Linked DNA regions of Ovis aries: region 1 is linked to region 2. A link is a contact called in public Hi-C data. All regions are on one chromosome and are shown on one strand. Each heading gives the region's core, a stretch centred on a gene start, on an enhancer-like site or on the middle of the called end of the contact. The rest is flanking DNA. Distances are from core to core; before and after follow the strand shown.

The links. A called contact is a pair of places that touch in the nucleus more often than the background predicts.
Region 1: a contact with region 2 is called in a Hi-C map of hypothalamus, with 2.5 times the contacts expected there. The contact joins two enhancer-like sites. A contact is called at or near these places in 3 of 16 Hi-C or Micro-C datasets (blood, hypothalamus and liver).

What each region holds. Positions count from the first base shown.
Region 1 is chr3:7,077,998-7,080,697 of ARS-UI_Ramb_v3.0, forward strand. No RefSeq gene overlaps it. Among named protein-coding and RNA genes, the nearest start is that of TRNAG-UCC, 75 kb to the right of the region's middle. Within about 2 kb of position 1,429, at least 12 of the 54 cell types and tissues checked have an H3K27ac peak or open chromatin away from gene starts, as enhancers often do. A contact at or near this core is called in hypothalamus, where this site is marked.
Region 2 is chr3:7,009,991-7,012,731 of ARS-UI_Ramb_v3.0, forward strand. LOC121818990 (a long non-coding RNA gene) reads right to left here. Exons shown (of 3, transcript XR_009599737.1): 3 at 2,359-2,741. Among named protein-coding and RNA genes, the nearest start is that of C3H9orf50, 120 kb to the left of the region's middle. Within about 2 kb of position 1,366, at least 45 of the 54 cell types and tissues checked have an H3K27ac peak or open chromatin away from gene starts, as enhancers often do. A contact at or near this core is called in hypothalamus, where this site is marked.

The sequences.
Region 1 (2,700 bases), core at 179-2,678, 68 kb after region 2:
GCTGTCTAGTGGCAGAACCTAGATCAGAACCCAGGCACCTTGCCGCCCATTTGGGTGCTCATTGCCCCACACTGATTCTTCCATGGAATTATCTGTATGATCGGAAACAGAATGGGGGTGGAGCAAGATAACTACGGCAAGGCAGGAGACACTGAAATCAAACTGCCTGGGTTTCAAGGGAGACCCTGGACAAGCGCTGACTTCTCCCTGAGCCTCAATGTCCTTATTAAATAGGATAATAACAGTACCTGCCCTAAGTTTGTCTTAAGGACTAAAGGAGATGGTATAGGAAAAGTACCTGGACTAAGCCTGGTACATATTAGTACTTAACTGATGTTGGTAAGGATGCTGATAGCAGTGATAATGCTGGAGGTCGCATTGGGTTGAACGGTGGCCCCCAAAAGATAAGTCCACATCCTCATCCCTGGAACCTGTGGATGTGACCTTATCTGGAGAAAGGGTCCTTTGAGATGTCAAGAATACTGAAATCCGATCATCCCAGATTACCCAGGTGGGGTCTCCATGTCATCAAAAGTGTCCTTAGAGGAGACAAGGAAGGGACACAGAAGAGGAGAAAGCCACGTGCAGGCTGAGGCAGAGACAGTGATGTGACGGTAACAGGCCTCAGCCCTGGACCTCCAGGCTCTGCAGGAGCTCCTCAGGGAGCTGTGGTCAGTCCCCAAGGCTTCCCGGAGCTCAGGAGTCTGTTCTCTGCAGTGAAGATCGGGGATGGAGTGTCCAGCTGAAAGAGCAGAAAAATGATAAGGATGATCCGAGGACATCACTGCCCGGTGAGGGCCACGGGAAGAGCCAGACACCCTTCTAGAAGCTCTGCCATACCAGCTGCGAGGTCCTGAGCAAACGCTTTAATGTGTTGGCCTCCTGTGGGGCCTGATGTTAAAGAAGATGCTACTTCATTCCTGGGTGCCAAGAACCTGGGACTCCAGCACTGCAGAAGTAGGGGCCCTTCCATCCCAGGCCACGGGGCTGCCTCAGGGTGAGGGGCCAGCAGGAAGGAGGGGACTGTAGCACTCTCTCACTGGCTCCCTAGGTGCCTGCCTCCTCCCTCTCAGGCAGAGAGAGCACGGGCTATTTTTATACACAGCTAAGCCTGCCCTGGTCTCCTGGAACTCCCAGCTGCCAGAAACCTCCCTGCAGGCAGGGACCACGGACTGCTGACCTGTGAGTCCCCTCCAGAGCCTGGCTTGGTCCTCAACACGTACGGATTGAGCATGGACCGTTTTCCAGAACAGCCAGCCCCTCTGTCCTCTCTCCATCCGGCACAATGGAGCCAAGACAAGATGGGGGTGGCCACCTCTCTTTGAATGTGATCTTTCTCCACCAGACTCTGGACCACTCAAGGAAGATGTGTGACAAGCTGAGTAGAACAGCAGAGTCAGCCTGGCCTTGCCTTTCTTCTGGAGGCCGTGGCTCCCGGTAACCATAGCAGCAGTCAGACTGAACCCCAGCCACGGAAAGCCCGCTGGTCTCTGGCAGAAGACAGGCCGGGTCAGGCTGCTGGAGTTTCTCTTATTAGGCACAATCGTGTTAACTCTCTCCTCAACTTCTCTCTCTCTGGCTTTCTGCAGAGCAAGAATGATCCTAATAGCACTCATCCATTCACTTGGGCCATCAGGGCAATCAACAAGCCCATGCTCTTGCCAGGGACTGTCCTAAAAACCGGGAGGCTTTCTGGACAGCAAGACACAGTTCCCGAGTTTGGGAGGCGCATGTTCTAGGGAAGAAAGAGATAAAGAAACAGGCCGATACCAAGGGCCAGGGAGCAAGACAAGTTAGAGAGAAAACAGTGAGGGGTTAGGCTGGAGAATGAAAGGGATGGAGTCTGGAGAGGAAGGTTAGGGCGATGAGGATGGCGACCACGGACTGGGACCTGGGCGAAGGGAGGCGGTGAGCCCCGCAGAGACGCGGCATGAGAAGTCCTGGGCAGGGGAAGAGCAAGTGCAGCGGCCCTGAGGTGGCATCTCCGGGCGCCCTGAGGGCGGTGCGGGTCTTCTGGGGGCGGGGCTCAGATTTTCTCTATGACCGCCTGAAGCCAGTGGGGTGGGGGAGAGCGAGCCAGGGGCTGATTTGTGTTTTACAGAGTCTCTCTGGTTCCTGAGTGGATCACAGCCTGGAGAAGCCTGCGGAAAGGTGGGAGAAGTCAGAGGCTGGTGGAGTCCAGGCGAGAGACAATGCTGGCCTGGCTGGGGACAGCAACAGTGGGAGAGACAGACATGGCTGAATTCAGGGTTTCTTTCAAGTAGAGTCATCAGGATTTGCCAAAGGATCGGATGTGGGGGTGGAAGAAAGAGAAAAGTCAAGGATGACTGCCGTGGCACGAACAGTGGGAGGTACCATTTCCCAAGATGAAGAAGACTATAGGAGAAGTGGGGGTGGGGCAGGGGGTATCAAGGGTTGGCATCTGCACACGGGATGTCTGCAAAGCCTATCTGATACTCACATATTGTGTGCTTAGAGCTCTCAGCTGTCATTTAATCCACACCACAGAAAGAGACTGAGGCACAGAAAACAAACCTATGGCTACCAAAGGGGAAAGGCTGGGAGGGGTAAATTAGGAGGTTGGGATTAACGTACACACTACTGTCCATAAAATGGAAAGGGGGCTCTATGTATACCTAGAACTGATTCGCGTTGTCGTACAGCAGAAAGTAACACAACATTGGAAAGCAGCTCTCCGAA
Region 2 (2,741 bases), core at 116-2,615:
AGAGGAGAGAGGGGGTGTTCCTGGCAGAGGAAGGGAAGAGCACGTACAAAGGCCTCTAGGCAAGAAGAGGCGCCCCCAGCTCTGGAGCACTTGAAAGAGTCTTAGTGAAGCTGGGTGGGGGGCGGGAAGGGAGAGGCAAGGATGCGGGGTGAATCTTTCTCTGATGCTTGAGGGGGTGTGTGTGGGCAGGAGTAGGGTGTGGGTCAGGAGGGCTCAGCCACATGGACACACACAGGCCCACAGGAGGGGCAGGCCTGGACCCAGGGGAGACACTGGGTGGCACTGGGGGTGCATGTGGGGAACAGCCTGAGCTACAACCACTCATCTGAGAAGCTGTGTGGTCTGGAATCCCAGACCTAATCCCTGCTCAGCCCCAGAGAGAAGCAGCCAGAAGGGTCTTTGTTTCCATCTATCCACTGGGCCCTGAGGTTACAGGCCAAAGACCCAAGCAAGAGCCTAAGAGTGGCCATGTTTTTGGCACAGTCTCCGTACGTCTCTGACGCAGTGGGCATTTGCTGACAAGCCTTCCCAGCACCCAGGAGGCCGAGGAGGCGGAAGGTGGCAGCTCTGGCACAGGGCTCAGCTGTCAGTACCTGACTTGAGGGCGCAGAGCAAGGCGTGGGGGACAAGGGGCCGAGAGCCAGCGATTTGAACCGAGGTCATCAGACTCCAAAACGGCCCACTCACTGGATATGGTGCTAACAGCTGCCCAATAGCCTTCACACTGCATAGTCTTTTCTTATTGGAGCCTTTTATTATTTCTGACTTGATTTTCAGCCCTGCTTTTAGAGATGAGAAAACTGGTCTGGACTCACCCCCCCCCCCCCACCCTCTACCGTGGGCCTGCTCCAGAACACGCCCCTCCACCCACCTTGTTGGGTCTGCCCCGCTCAGCAGATGCCCCAATGGGTCCTCAGCCCTAGGTCGTTAAGAGCGTGTGGCAAGACAGAAGGGACTTGGGCCCAGAAACCCAGCTCTCCTGCCCATGTGCTGTGTGACTTTGGACGAGTCCCTTCCCATCTCTGGGCCTGGGGTCACCCAGCAGCACAACTCACTTACTGAGTCTGGGAAGATTCGTGGAGCACCTGCTAAGTGGCAGGTGAGGACACGGGACGTTCAGAAAGCCTAAAGGACTTGCCCAAGGTCAAGGCGATTTGAGACTGGAACCCCAGAGTGTGCCCTACCGGCGCCCCAGCCGACTCCACAGCCCCCAGGAGCGCCGCCGCCACCCCTGCGGCCCGCAGCGTGGGGTACAGGGGCCCCACGCGGTTCCGGACCGTGTCAGCCTGAAGTCAGGCCGGGGCCCCGCGGGGCTCAGCTCTGCACAAACAGACGGCGCGGGCCGGGCCGGAGGCGGCGATGACTCAGGGCCCCGAGACGGCCGGGAAGCGGAAAGTTTTGTGCCGATGACATCACCGGGCCGCGAGGGCGGGAGGGGGCCGGCTCCGGGAAACGGGGGCCTGGCGGGCGGCCCGGCCTGGGGCAGGGCGCGGGTGGGAACGCGCGGCCGCCACGCTCGGCCGGGCCGAAACAGATCCCAGACCCCGGCCCCGGCCCCCTTCTCCCCCCACCCTCCCTCCCGGCCCCAGAGCCTGAGCGCCCGCGAGGAGCGGGTTCCACCCCGCCTGCGAAGACGCCGCGCTCCCCAGCGCTCCGGAGGCACCGCATCCATCCTGCCGCGTCCCTGCATTTTAATTACCGCCATATTAATATTCATGAGCCGGGACTCAGGGGGACCGCGGGCTGTCATTTCCCTCGCCCGCGCACCCCCCGCACCCCTCTTCCCCGGTGGAGTCGCGGGTTTTCTCCCTCCCGCTCCCAGCCCCGCCCGCGCCAACTGTCGGTGCCCAGCCTATGTGGGGTGTGTGTGAGGGAGCGTGAGTGAGTGTGAGCTGGTGTGAGTGCCCTGGGCAAGGGTGAGGGTCGGGAGGGAAGGGCCGGGACACACGGCGGGGGGGGGCGGGGGGGGCTGAGTGTGAGGGTGGGTTGCGCTTGCAGGGTGTGAGAGTGTGTCTGCTTGTGTGAACGTGTGTACCTGTGGGAGCAGGGGCCTGTGTGCACATGCCTAACCCTGTGTGTGTGCCTTTGCGTGTGCACGCGTGTGCCCAGGCAGGTCCATGCATCCCCGGGCAGTCCCAGGGGCTGTTTGCCAGTCAGAGGGGGAAGGCAGCTGTGCGCGAGGTCTGACCTCGGGCAGGGAGAGGGGGTCACAGGATCTGACTGTATAAGTGGGGAAACAGGCCTGGAGAGAGGCTGGGGCTGGTGCAAAGTCACCCCTGGAAGTGGGTGGCCTGGCAAACCAGTGCCTCGGGGGCTCCATCAGGCCCCTTAGCACACCAGAACAGGCGTTGGTCTAGCTAGGGACACATTTGAGTCCACAGACCCAGCTTTAATGACCACCGTGGAATTGTGTGTGGGGGTCCCCGCTGGGGATTCTGGGGGTACCTGAAAGTTCCTCAGTGCTGTGAATACCCAGGGATCAGAGAGTGCTTCACCAGAGACAGAGCGGCTTCACCATGGTGCTCCTGGTCCCCATCCCTTGCCTCCTGGTCCTTTGAAGCCTGCCTGCACACCCGCCTCTCCCAGGCTCACAGAACCCAAGCAGTCTTGCCTCACAGTGGAGCAGGCAGACAAACGTCAGGTCCTCCTCCTTGGGCCTGGGATCAGGAAGTCACTCAGTCATCCATCCAACCAATGTGCAGGAGCCCACTGTGTGCCAGTTACTGTTCTCAGCACTGGGG